Linked DNA regions of Zea mays: region 2 is linked to region 1. A link is a contact called in public Hi-C data. All regions are on one chromosome and are shown on one strand. Each heading gives the region's core, a stretch centred on a gene start, on an enhancer-like site or on the middle of the called end of the contact. The rest is flanking DNA. Distances are from core to core; before and after follow the strand shown. Region 1 has its middle 4.0 kb from the start of LOC109942342. Region 2 holds the start of LOC100192049 (MACPF domain-containing protein).

Region 1 (4,059 bases), core at 455-2,954:
ATATGCAAGGGTTTAGTGCTACATATGTCGTGTGGTTGGAGATCCCCAGCTGGGTATTAATCGATTCAGATTGCCGCTACTTCTCGGACATGAAGACTTGGTCACTGACCTACACGTAGTGACAAGTGAACTTAAGGGATGATAAAAGACGGCTAGTACAGGCCAAGTGCTTGATCTAGAATAGAAAGAAATCTAGATGCAAGTAACTACTTAACCTAACAAGTAAAATGAATTCTTAAGGATCCACTCATAATAAGCTTTTCTGCAAAAAGAGTCTTTGAATCTTGATAAGCTTTACCTTGATTCCCAAAAGCCAACATATCCTTGAGAGTCTTCTTCCTTAAACGGGTAAGACTTGCGAAAGTACACTTCGTACTCAGGGTTTTCGAACCCATGTTGTTGCAGTACTAGATTTGTGCTGGTGTGGATGGTGATAAGCACCGGTGGGTACAGCCTTCTTATAGGTCTAAGTAACTCTTCTATACTTCTTATTGAGGATGGTCACTAAAGCTAGCATGTATTTCAAACTTATGAAAATTATACATCATTTAAAGTGAAATACTTTAGATTTATTTTATAATCACTCCGATCTTGTATAATGAAATCTTAATGTAACTTGTAACTTTTTGTAATAAAGAAATTCCGCTGCAAATGTTGGTGTGTGATTTGTGTTTACTTAATCCTGCAATCTTGGTTTAAGTGGTTTATCTGAGATCCTTGGGACACTCGGACGGATCCTTTTAAGTTACCTGGTGTACATGCATAGCCGTCTGAGGTCTTTGAGATGGGGACAGGTGCATGTGGGCCCGATAACTTGGAAGGTTCTGCCACAAGAACCACCCTAACATAATCCTCTTATTAGCGTGAACACATCTCTCTCCATGGAATTGAACCTAACATTATACTTGACTTAAGACACACAAGACATTATCAGTTGCACCCATCTTCGGTTAAAACTTATTTTTAGCATAATTTCCTCCAAAAATATCCTTTCCACTCCATCACAGGCTTTATGCATATCCAACTCTATCGCAAAAAGGCACTCTTAACACATTTCTTCTTTATTCTATTTCTATGTGTGTTTTCAAAGGCAATACATATATTATATGTGATAAGCCTGTAAGGCTATCTCCAGCAGATCCTCTATCTCATCCCCTATTTCAAACTTCTCTCTGCAAATAGTGTCAAATATTGTCATCTACAGTTACTCGTCTCCTATTTTATACAGTCTATTGGAGACAGTCTATGGTACAAAGGCACTTTGATGACCACTTATAATCTGGCAAAACCATTCTTAATCTATTTGCTAGCATCTTTTAAATGGCCTTGTACACCACGTTACCAAAAGACCGATCAGCTAAAATTGTGTCATAGTAGCGTTTGTTTGTTTTGTTTCATCAAAATCTATATGGATTAGAGGGGATTAGATGAGTTTCAATCCATAACAAGTCAAAAATTTTCATAATTTTTTTCCAATTCATGAGACATAGTAATAACCGAACAAGGTCATAATTGGATTACTTGCCTTTGGGATCAAGACGATTGTTGTGTCATTCCATCCATCGGCGATTCTTGCTTAAGCACCTTAACTAATGGACCTTAGATTATAAGCAATTATAATAACCAGTCTAGTATATACTGTAGTTACGTAGACCATATGTCGAGCAGACAGCCCATACTCAATTGACACTAGAGGCATGTGAGCCCATCAGCCCACCACAAATTCGTGGCCCTTCGTCTGACTCTACAACAGCAGTCATCAGATAGAAGCGGGCCGCGCCGACAGCCTAGAACTAGAAACGATGAAACGTTTATTTTGTTCGAGCAGCCGGTTCGTTCGAACTTCGAAGGGTTTTAGCGGCAGCCGGAGATAGGTGAGCGGGCGAAGGAATGGCTGATCGCAGCCGGCGCTCTCTGCCGCCGCTGTCATGAATCTTGTCGAGGTAACTAGCCCAACTTCCCCCTTCCCGTTCCCCACGCCGAGCTGGACCTGGATGCCACAGATCGTTCTGCTGACGCCTGCCAAGCGGAGAGAGGAGTACGTGCAGGGCCTGCTGGAATCTAATGGAAATGAATGGAATAACGACTGGTACGCGTGTTGTTTAGCTCCCGTTGGCAGTTTAACTGTAGGATAACGTGTACTAGTGGTAGATTCTGTCGCCTTGGGAAAAAATTAGCAATTTAATAGTGGCTTGTGTTTTTGTTGCTGAAATCGCTGATTGTTGGCAATGTTCGTTGTGCATTCCAAAGTTATTATTATCTTTAATCGTTCGCTTCAAAGAGGCAACGCTCGGTCCAACAGGAATCTTGGCGCTGTTGGTTGCTCAGATCTCTCGGATGAAGTGGTCTCTGAACAGCTTTACAAGCTTTGCACTTTTTGTTTTTTCCTTAGTCGAGTTATATGGAGCAAGCCCCTAGCCATAAATCATCTATTGCTGTCTGTTTGCTTGATTGATTCAGTTAGTCGTTGTTGATACTTGTACTCTCCAACCAGACAATTCCATATTTTGTTGATGTCGATATACAAATTTTAGATAATTGCATTTCTTGATATGCTACTTGTTGATGCATCAATCAATTATGCTTTTCATCATTGATATTCCTGCGTATAAAGTGAAATATCGTGTTCTGTTGTTTCTATGCAGCATACTATTTGCCGTTCTCCTGTTAAGTTCTTGATTTTTACTAGAAACAAAATGGTTGCCACATTTTCTAATTGTCCTGTCACACCCGGGTTTCGGGGCACCAAGACCCGGGCGCGAACATAATCACCAGGTGTGCTGGGACCAAGTCTCACACATATGATGAATCATGGCACAGGATCGAACGTCACATCTTTACTACATAACAGGAGTTCTATACAAAATAAATAGATAATTACATTATAAGGAGACAACGGTCCAGCAACCCAAAGTTGACTGGGAGACGACGACCTAGACCTCTCACGAACTCGTCACAGCATCCTCCATGCGCCTCATCCTGCGGTACCTGTTCTTGACCTGTGGGGGGGGTGTGAGACAGCAAGAGTGAGCTCACATACGTTCATCGCTCAACAAGTTGTGGTGAATAATGTGTATGAACTCGCCAAAGGTGGGAGCTCATGTGAAGTGTCAGGCTTACCAAAGAGGATGGCTGAAGCTGAGCATTGCTTTTAAAGTTGGTCAAAATTTTATTAGCCATTACTAAGTATAAGTAAATACCAACCCAATTAAATAGTAGAACAGAAGTAACAACATCACCTGCGATGCAATGCATATGACAAATTGAATTTAAGTTCCATACATTAATCATGTGAGTGTCCGAGCCGCTCATGACCGTGAGCACGGCTAGTATACCAGTTTTACACTCTGCAGAGGTTGCGCATCTTTACCCACAAGTCATGTTACCCATCTGCCAAGGGATCGCGACTTCCCATACACCTCTACCGAGGAGGCGAGGCAGGGTAACACTACGAGGCCTTTACAAAGTTCCACTAGCTTCAGAAAACCCGCTACAGTTTATAGGAAGCTCCAATGCAGGAATCCCTTGCAGGACCGCCATCGCAGCAAAATCCTCCCGAGGGCCTCCCTACACTGACCACTCCCCTACTGCCCTTGCCCCTTTCGGGTAAGGTAGTCTTCCACTAGCTTTCCTAGTTAATCGGCCAAGGGCGTCCCATTAAACCCTTGTGGTAGCACTGTTTTCCCGGGTGGTTCTCCATGTTCCAATTAACATAATGATCTTATCATGAACAGTGATAATAAACAGATAATAAAAGTGTGATCATGAATAATGTATCTTCATACCCAAAACCACATAAAGCACTAGCAAGTACTACCCAAAAAGTTCAGTGGTAAACAAGGTATAAAGATAATCAAACTAGGGTAACCTATTGGGTCCCATCAAAATTAACCTATGCAGATCATTATGATTAATTAGAACATGAGTGGGTAAAAAGAAGTGATCAAGGGCACAACTTGCCTGGGACTTGAGATTCCAGGTACCAGGATGATTTCTTCAGATCCTCGTGACCTCACTGCTAATCGTAGCAATACAAACAAACATGGTATAGGCAAAATA
Region 2 (4,351 bases), core at 843-3,342, 100 kb after region 1:
ACATAAACATATATAAACAACTTACATGGCTTCGTAGGTTATTATGTGTATCTTGTTTATGATCACTAATGGTCCTCATAGGCACCAGTTGATTTGTTGCTCCCATTGTTACAATATCTATTGTATTGTCATCATTGACCCCCGGCGCTCGTAATTCTGCAGGTGGTGTTACAATATTTCTCCGTGGACTCGCAGTACTGTTCGGAGATTCAAGTGTTAGGCTAAGCGATGCATGTGCTCCTCCCAACGTCTTAAGTGTATGCGCTGCTGGTACACCACCGCATGAGTCTGCACGTCGTCCAGCATATTTTACTATGTATTTACAAAACGATGGAACACGTCAGTTTTTAACTCACCTGATGCAACATTGCGCCATGTTGAAGAAGAAACATCACCTATATCGTGTTCTCCATCGTCAGCCATGGTTCAATTATGAAGAGACGCTGCCAGTATTCTTTCTTATATGCACCGCGTTGTCCAATTTTCGCTAGTCACTTTTACGCAATTTTTTGTGTTCATTTACGGTCCATTTAGCTTGTTCATGCATGCACGGAGATATTCTCGGAAACGTGACTACAACCCGGGCGATTTTATCTCGGTTTGTTATGAAACAGTTTTTGTATTTACGCTACTAAATAAAATCGGTTACGCAATATTCTCTATATATTTATGGATCGAATTTCCGCTGACATGCATACCATGCGATATTATCGGAAACTACCATTTATCGTTTGTGATTTTCTCGTGTATCTCGTTCGCGAAACAGCTCAACAGTTTACGCTAAAAGATGAACCGGTTTATGCTTTTTTCGCAAATGATTTACGCTTTGGTCCGACCGGACCAGAAGACCTGCGGGCTGCCCCAATCCGCTAATTGGCTAGGGCTTCTCGTTACTAATGGAAGCCTTGGACTTCCACTAGCTCGACACTATACACACAAGCCAATCGAATCAATCCAACTGTTTTATTTTACCTTATGCATTAGTTTATTTCAATCCAAAAATCTGGGGCAACTCAAGTTTATATAGGATGATCTGGTATTGCACCCCGATCGAGTAGAGCCATTTTACTCAATATTGTTTTAAGTCTTTATTTGGTTGTTCACATTCTCAATTCTAGTATTTTTTTCGCTATGTTCTCTAACCAGCTTTTAGTATATATCTAGCTACTAGTTGGCGTTTGTACTCATCGTGAAATTTTCAGGGCATATGATCACGCTCAGGGATGAAATTGGTAAGGAAGCCAAGATCATCTTTGAGTGAAAATCCATTGGTGTCTATTTACTTCTCTTGCGGTCGCCTTAATTATTATTTATTTTATTATATTTTGTTTTATCACTTAAAACTGTTTGAGTATGACTTAAAAATTTACGGCGTCATATATTTAAGAACTAAGGAGTACCATATATATGCACGGACACTTATCTATACGAGTAGATGCTTACACGCCCCGCCCTAACTACTTGTATGAGAAATTTCGTAAGAGATTGATGAGACCAGACTAATAACAAAGCTTAAAATTGTTAAAGACTCGTTTCTGACAAGAGCGCTCACAGAAAGTCGTTGAACACAACCAACCAGGTGAGCCACTCTGATTTCCTGATCTGTTCATAGGCAAGACATTCCGGTGCGCATGGCACGTGACGCGATAGGGACATCAATGGAGCTCGGGCCTTCGGCGGCGTCCCTCTGATGGTTACGTTCCGGATGGTATCGAAACGATCTGAAATCTGCAGCGTTTTGAGGACCACATGATCGATCGAAGCTCTGCAGGCTACTACAAACTACAGTCGACGGCGGCGTGTGCGTGTCCCGACGAATAAAATAAACCAGCGGTTTTGACGCCTTCGCCCTTCAATTCGGCGGTGCCCATCAAGCTGGAGCGGTAAATCTTGGCCACCCATAAAATAATGGCGGAAACGGTTCCATTCAAGAATTTGTGCCGAAGGAAACAAATTCCGCAGTCAACCTAGGCTCTGGCTAACCCATGTCCCAGTTCCCACTGTCATCGCCTCTCTCCTTTCCCTCCCTATATATATATAAACCAACCCCCCTGCAGGTTGGATGGAGTCTTCATTTTCTCCATTACGTGTTCCCAGCTGCATGCCGCAAGTGTCAAACTCCAATTAGTCACCAGCCTTGCTTGCTTGCTTGTCCCAGCTAAGCCGAGGACAGGACACGCGAAGAAGAGGAACGATCAGTCACCAGCCTTGTTTGACATCCTGAGCAGCTTCATCTCCTCCTCCTGGCAAGTTTCTTGGCAAGCTGGTGCTCAAACAATGGCGTGTTAATTAGGAATAGGATAGAACAGGATCGTTGCATCACGCAGCCAAGGAGACATGGCTAGGAGCAGAGAGGTGGCGGGCTGGGGCACGGTGGCCGGAGGAGGCGGCGCGGCGGCCGTGGAGAAGGCGGTGCGGTGCCTCGGCAGGGGCGTCGACATGACGGGCGACCTGAGGCTGAAGCACTGCAAGGACGCGGGGGGCTGCCTGGTCGTCCGGAGCGCCGGGAGGAAGGCGGCGGAGAAGGCCGTCGTGCCGGGCTTCGGCGTCGTCGCCGACCTGCCCGCCGACGTCAGGTGCGGCAAGGGCGACCGGATCAGGTTCAGGTCCGACGTGCTCGAGTTCAACAAGGTTGGTTTGTTCTTCCTGCTGCCAAGTTTCTTTCTTGCGTACTGGAGTAGGGAGGGGGTGGGGAAAAAAAACAAACAAAGTCGTCGAAGCTGAAAGCGTAATTTCTTGAGTTCGATTTTGCGATGTTGACCTGGTGGTGCAGATGTCGGAGGCGTTCAACCACCGGAATTCGCTGGCGGGGAAGATCCCGTCGGGGCTCTTCAACTCCTGCTTCGACCTGGAGAGCGGCTCGTGGGCGGAGGACGCCGCCGCCACCAAGTGCCTCGCCTTCGACGGCTACTTCATCTCGCTCCTGGACCTCCGCCTCGACTGCCGGCCGCTCGCCCTCGCCGACCACGTCGTCGGCGACGTGCCGGCGGCATGGGACCCGGCAGCCATAGCAAGGTAAAATAATGTGGGTTTCCAATTCCAAGGGTGCGATGCGAAATCGTCCCCCACATGCTTGTGCCACGTGGTGTGTGAAAAAATCGCACAGCAGCCGGCGAGTTGAAAGCTTCCTGCAATGCCAGGACTTATTAGACCTGTTCAAACCTTCCAGGCCCCCTGAACCGAAAATTGTGACTGTGAGCATGCAGTTTCATCGAGAGGTACGGGACCCACATCGTTGTCGGGCTGGGCTTGGGTGGGCAGGACGTGGTGTACGTGAAGCAGGACAGGTCGTCTCCGCTGTCCCCGTCCGAGATCAAGGAGCACCTCGACAGGCTCGGTGACCAGCTCTTCACCGGGACCTGCACCCTGCCCCCTTCCAACCGCAAACTCAGGGAACACAAATCTAAGGTCAGCGACACCAGACCAGAGCAGCTCAACACCCCCCCTCTCCTATGTTACTCAACTGGACTGCTGGATGTGGATCACAAACAGGTCCCTGAGGCGTTCAATGTGTTCGATGCCCAAGTGACACAGCAAGGGCTCCAAGGAATAATGGCTACTCCAGTGTCCTGCAAAGAGGTAGCTCAGTAATTTTCCACATGTCACAGCTAACAGCGAGCGAGGAGGAGCTGAACTGAACTGAACTGATGCAGGGCGTGACGGTGATACACTCCAAGAGGGGAGGGAACGCGGCGGCGAGCGACCACTCGGAGTGGCTGCTCACCGTGCCCGCGACGCCGGACGCGATAAGCTTCAAGCTCGTGCCCATCACGTCCCTCCTCAAGGGCGTGAGCGGCGTCGGCTTCCTCTCCCACGCCATCAACCTGTATCTCAGATGTCAGTACACACAACAAGATCGAATACACGTATAAAACTTGGATGGTCTGGAAAGCTTGTGCCCATGCCTCTCTTCTGTTCGTTCCATGACAGACAAACCTCCGACAGGCGAGCTGAGGTACTTCCTGGACTTCCAGCACCACAGACTGTGGGCTCCAGTGCTCGGTGACCTGCCACTTGGGCCCTGCTCCAACCGGCAGGCTCCTAGTCCGGCCTTGAACTTCAGCCTCGTCGGTTCCAAGCTCTACGTCAGCTCGAGCGAGGTAAAAATGGCTCGAGAGTGCTTTCGAACACCACCTGAAATCTCATGTGAATAAAAATGAATCTGTCAAAATGGTTTTCTTTTAACAGGTGGTTGTTCCAAGACTACCCGTCACCGGGATGAGACTACATCTGGAGGGCAAGAAAAATAACCGGCAAGTCCATCGGAACTCACTTCTCGCCCAGTCCCTGTCGTTCTTATGGTTCTTTCTTCTGGATGAAACTAACGACCTGGGACCCTTAATTCGTTCGC

The links. Hi-C and Micro-C count contacts between places; a contact is called where the count stands out from the background.
Region 2: a Hi-C map of leaf shows a contact between it and region 1, with 5 times the contacts expected there. The contact joins the promoter of LOC100192049 here to the enhancer-like site in region 1. A contact is called at or near these places in 8 of 25 Hi-C or Micro-C datasets (bundle sheath, ear, leaf and 1 more) and 1 of 3 datasets of contacts at active chromatin or transcription factors (leaf).

Annotation. Positions count from the first base shown.
Region 1 is chr9:1,951,442-1,955,500 of Zm-B73-REFERENCE-NAM-5.0, forward strand. No RefSeq gene overlaps it. Among protein-coding and RNA genes, the nearest start is that of LOC109942342, 4.0 kb to the left of the region's middle. Within about 2 kb of position 1,705, at least 13 of the 20 cell types and tissues checked have an H3K27ac peak or open chromatin away from gene starts, as enhancers often do. A contact at or near this core is called in ear and leaf, where this site is marked.
Region 2 is chr9:2,053,959-2,058,309 of Zm-B73-REFERENCE-NAM-5.0, forward strand. LOC100192049 (MACPF domain-containing protein) reads left to right here and starts at 2,093. Exons shown (of 8, transcript NM_001365510.1): 1 at 2,093-2,631; 2 at 2,774-3,015; 3 at 3,207-3,408; 4 at 3,493-3,579; 5 at 3,654-3,837; 6 at 3,931-4,100; 7 at 4,189-4,253. The coding sequence starts at 2,338.